Linked DNA regions of Bombyx mori: region 1 is linked to region 2. The links are chromatin contacts, called in public Hi-C maps. All regions are on one chromosome and are shown on one strand. The core of a region is the stretch at or near the end of the contact, and the rest is flanking DNA. Distances in the headings are between cores, read along the strand shown.

Region 1 (2,700 bases), core at 101-2,600, 230 kb before region 2:
CAAAGCTTTAAGCTGTGAAAAGCTACTTGAGCACAGTTCACATTTCAATGGCCGTTGCCCTGTGTGCTTCCAACTATGAACTTCTAAGTTTGGTACATGTTTTGAACATACATTACAATAACCTGATTTCTCAGAATGCTGTCTGTCTATGTGACTCTTCAAGCCACCTTTCATACTGAATGATCTCCCACAGTAGTTGCAAACAAAACGCTTAGGCTCAGAATGATTTTTTATGTGCTTGTGTACATTGTTCTTATATTTAAAAGACATATTACAAATAGGACACGAAAACTTCTTTTCTGATGTATGTACTAATGCGTGGTTCCTCAATCCGTCTTTGGTTCGGAAAAGTTTGTTACATATAGTACATGAATAAGTCTTTTCACTCTCATGTCTTAATCTATGGCGAAACAATGAAGTTGCCTGTGTAAAACTCTTTCCACATGCATTACAAGTGTAAGGTGTCTCCCCGGTGTGCGTCCTCATATGGATTTCAACATCTCTTTTAGAATAGAATGCTTTACCACAATTTTCACACACAAACTGTCTTTGCCTCATCGGATCATGTTTTCTGTTCATATGCCGTTTGAGATTGCCTGCATCTTTATATTTACTATTGCATACTGTACATGAGAAGGATTTTTCGCTACTGTGTACTCGCATGTGGATTGTCAGAGTGGACGGGTTTATGCAAACTCTACCACAAACTGGGCATTTACAGCTACCATCTTGACGCCTTTTATATTTAGTACGTTTGGTATAACGTCTTTTCTTTCGTACCTCAGCTTTCTGTTCTGTAAATTCTGACTTAATATCAACATCGCACAGTCTAAGCGCGAATGTCTCTTCGTCCCAATGATTATCGTCATCGTCGGCTTCCAATTTGATTTCGGTCTTAGTCGCGTCAAATTTTGGTTTTTCTGCAATTTTCAATCGTAATCTCTTATCTGCTGCTTCACATTTTAAAACGAAATAGTAACAAGCATCGAGCTCTTTCTTGCAAAATTCACATATTTTAGACGGCAAACCATCATCCGATTTTATTTGAAGACCTGAACAGCAATACATTATTTTTGAACTTACGCTAATTTCTCCTTGTTTACTTTCAAATATGTTAGTTTCGGCTCTATTCTCGCAACATAATCTACAAATATTTTTATCCATGATACTATATTCCAAGGATCTATATAGGCCAAATACCTCTGTATTATATTTAATAAGTTATGTGAAATCTGAGGAGCAAATATCCAGCCCAGCAGGTTTGCCTTGGACAGGACAATGTTTTTTATTTAACATCACCATATGGTAAGTATCTATGTTTATCACTACAGAGTAGGTTTGTTTACTTAAGGATCAAATAATCATTGTCAAAATTAAAGTAATAGGACTAATAGGTCCATTTTTCCAACCTGAAAGGCGAAGGTCAAACAATACAGCGTAATTTTTGGTATTTTCTGTTTTATGAAGAATGATATGGAGCGAATTTCAATGAAGCTGATAATTCGACAAATTAATGAATGGGGATACAAATAAATGAGATGAAATAAGGTGAGATTAAATTTGTAATATGTGTAATAACGGTGGTTTATTAACTGTTTAATATCTGTGAAAGTGCATAAATGTGGGAAAATGAAACAAAGATGCTGGACGTAACTTCTCAGGATCCTCCAAAAAGGCCACTGAAAAAATTTCAATAAATAACCACTATTTTACTGAGATTATATTTCATACCGAATCATCTCATCTCATTTCATTTCATCCCAGTTGATTAATGTCTCAAATTAATCATCTTCATTTCACTTCACTCCATATTATTATTAATCATAAAAATAAGAGTAGGTATAAATTAAAATAAGACATGACTTAAATGTCTCAGTTACCAGGTCATAAAATCCCTTAAAAAAAACCGTGAAATGAAAACAACTTGATGTTTTCTGGTCTAAAACAATGTGAAAGATTTTACTCTAAAAAGTGATTTTATCACAATATTATGAAACTGAAACGACTTCAATGTGTTTTGTTTACTAGGTATACATTAATAAATTAATATATCATTGTAATGGAGTCCAAAATATGTCGTTTATGTCTCGTTCAACCAGGAAATATTAATTTGTTCGAAACACACGAAGATAATGTGCAATATTGTAAGAAAATTATGCATTGTGCGAACATCCACATCGCAGAGGACGACGGCCTGCCTGATTTCATGTGCGAAGAATGCCTAGTTAAACTTTCTGTTGCCTTCGATTTCATCACCAAATGCCAAGCCTCTGACAAAGCTTTACGTTCAGTATCTTTGAATTATAAACCAGAAAAGAACGACGTCAAATCCGAATACATTGAAATTAAAGAGGAACCTGAAATCAAGTCTGAAACTGAATTCTTAGACGGTGATGATCATCAGTATGAAGATTTACAAGGTAAACCCAGAAAATCATCTAGAACAAAGAGTAGGGGGCCAAGAATCTGTGCAATATGCGGTTACAGGGCTGCCTGTCAGAGTGCCTACAAAGACCATATGAGATCTCATTCTAAAATCAAATTGTTTGAATGTGAAATTTGTCACAAACATTTGTCTGGTAAATATACTCTCAGAAAGCACAAGGAATCGCGCCACGGCATGGAAGTAGTTAGAAAGTTCAAAAAAGAGGCCAGAAATAAAACAATTAATGGTCCAGTACAATGTGTTGTCTGCGGGCA
Region 2 (2,700 bases), core at 42-2,541:
CAGAGAAAAGCACATGAGCAGAAATCGTATTCCTATACAGTCAGATCTAAGGTACATCAAAATAATACAATCCATCAACCAGACTCTTATAAAGTCATAGAACAAATGTTTATAAAACAATCCCAAAAGATTGCTACTGTACTACAGCAAATGAGTACATTACTTGAACTCATTGCAGTACTAGCCTCTAAGTTAGTAAAATGACTGCACTAAAAATAACTACATGGAACATCAATGGCTTGGCACCCAACATCGATGAAGTGGAAATCCTGATCTGTCTACATAGTCTAGACATTCTCCTAATTTCAGAGACACATGACGACCAGCAGCTCGATAAGAATTAAAGGATATAAGATCTATTCCACAAATCATCCAGACGGTACAGCCCACGGCGGGACAGCAGTGATAATTAAAGCCACTGTTAGACACCATGTGTAACCAAACTACTGTACCGAACATATCCAGGCTACCACAGTAGCAGTCAGTGACAGAAATGGAGACTTTAATATATCATCAATTTATTGTCTCCCAAAACATAAAATAAGTGACACTTTTCTGACCACTTTGTAAGCTTGGGCTACAGATTTATTGCTGGGGGTGACTGGAATGCGAACCATTCGCATTGAGGCTCTAGATTAATAACTACACGTGGAAGGGAGCTGAATAAAAGTGTAGATAAACAGTTCTTGACTACTGTCTCAACTCCGGAACCAACACACTGGCCCACAGACCAGAACCGACTGCCAGACGTTTTAGACTTCTTCATCACAACAGGACTGTCTCGACTTTTCTTCAATGTTGAGTCATGCCTCGATAGCTCATCTAACCATATTCCAGTTGATTAATGTCTTAAATTAATCATCTTCATTTTATTTCACTCCATATTATTATTATCATTTTCATAAAAATAAGCATATAAAGGTAGTTTTCCAATTACAGCACTAGAGCGCATTATGTGGCATGATGCTCAACGTTGAATGTTCCAACTACAGCAACGCTTCGCATAATCGAGCACTCAAAAGTACTGCTCTTGCGTGATACTCGCAATCGATACCAACTCAGTCTCAGAAAGCTGACAAGTGTTTTTTCTTTAAGTTGGAATTGATCGAAATTTTGTTTATATTATCGTTAGTAATATTATTTATTGTTGAAAAAATTTGTAAGGCTTTCGTTTCGTCGTAGTTTCTTGGAAATGTTCAAAGTTAATTCAAACTGTACTAAAAAAATAAATGTAAGTATGGATGAAGTTACAAATAATTACTTTTTTTTATATTCCACATTTAAAATGTGAATACAATTTCATTTTAGAATTCCAATCTGTAAACAAATTTATTTTACAGGAATATACTTTTGAAAACATTGCAATGGCTTGATCGAATCATCATCATGAAATTAGCGCACTCTGCTGATGCATTTGAAAACTAATTCACGTTCCAATTAAGCTTCAGAATAATTCAGCATTGTGTGCCACTGAGTCGCATTATACTCTAATTGGAAAACTACCAAATTAAAACAAGGCATGACTTAAAAGTTTTAGTTACCAGGTCATAAAATCCCTTAAAAAATCAACTGTCAATGTCAATGTATGCCGAATTGCCGTAGTAGTATGTCAAAATAAAAGCGCAGCAATCAAACACACGTGTTTCTGCAAAATCGCTGAATATGTTAATTTAATAAAAATGCCTCCTCTAAAAGCTGGGTTAAGTTTGAAAAGAAAAATAGAAACAGAAAATAAGGTTGAATCTAAATATGAACAAGAATCATCTAATACTAAAGTACGTTGCCGCTTTGTTAAAAAGCTTTTTAAACTTTTTGCTACCAATATTATATTTATTCTTTTTAATTTACACTGTATTTTTCAGGGGCTAGAAGAGCTTACTTTGAGTGAATTGAATATAGAAGGTGATTCTACGGATTCCGAGCATGAAGGAAATGAAGAAGGCTCTGATCAGGATCAAGATGTAAGAATTGTTTTACTTTCTCAGGAATTAATTTATAATCAACCTTAAACGTAGTTGGTTTTTAAATATTGCCTTGTTAATTCACAGTTCACTTTAGTCTTAATTCAGATGCCATAATGTAAACAAACATTAGTGCCACCTACAATAAGACAATGTTGAAGTTTCTGTTTTATTGTATCATAAATGTCCCCCACTTCAAGCCTGTCTGCATGGCAGCTTTGTAACAGTAATGGTTTTGCATATGAGTGCAGGCCTTACAAATCACCCAGTCACCAGTAATCGGTATTGTTTGTTTGATTTTTTATGATTACAAGATTTCTACTGATGATGATTAAATCTGAGCTACAAGTTTCCTTAGAAAAATTGATATCTGACTGCCGAATCTTAAACTTGGTATATTCATATAATAATATGAGTAAACTAGGTACCTCATTTTAGGCCACCAGGAAGGCCAATTGGATGTGGAAAACTACAAAATGTTTTTCTTTTAATAATATCATATACACACCTAACTTAGGTGTGTTAAATTCAACAATTTATCCTTTTATTGTTATATGTGTACAATATCACAGTGCAAGAAGTGACTTTCTCGTCCATTCCCAGCTTCTAGTTAACTAACTAACTTTATTTCAAAATATTTCAGGAAGTTTTGTTTAAGGACAGTGATGTGTCTTCCCTTGAAGATGAAGATGTTGAATATGCTTCAGATGAATCGTCTGTGAGTAGGTTATTTTTGTAT

The links. Hi-C and Micro-C count contacts between places; a contact is called where the count stands out from the background.
Region 1: a contact with region 2 is called in a Hi-C map of posterior silk gland, with 2.7 times the contacts expected there. The contact joins the promoter of LOC101736182 here to the promoter of LOC101737818 in region 2. A contact is called at or near these places in 3 of 7 Hi-C or Micro-C datasets (middle silk gland, posterior silk gland and whole pupa).

What each region holds. Positions count from the first base shown.
Region 1 is chr18:710,843-713,542 of ASM3026992v2, reverse strand. LOC101736182 (zinc finger protein 431) reads right to left here and starts at 1,350. Exons shown (of 1, transcript XM_004925888.4): 1 at 1-1,350. The coding sequence starts at 1,164. It overlaps LOC101736044 (zinc finger protein OZF), which reads left to right and starts at 1,900. Exons shown (of 1, transcript XM_004925887.5): 1 at 1,900-2,700. The coding sequence starts at 2,060.
Region 2 is chr18:482,500-485,199 of ASM3026992v2, reverse strand. LOC101737818 (ribosome biogenesis protein BOP1 homolog) reads left to right here and starts at 1,291. Exons shown (of 15, transcript XM_038017163.2): 1 at 1,291-1,775; 2 at 1,863-1,961; 3 at 2,605-2,679. The coding sequence starts at 1,680.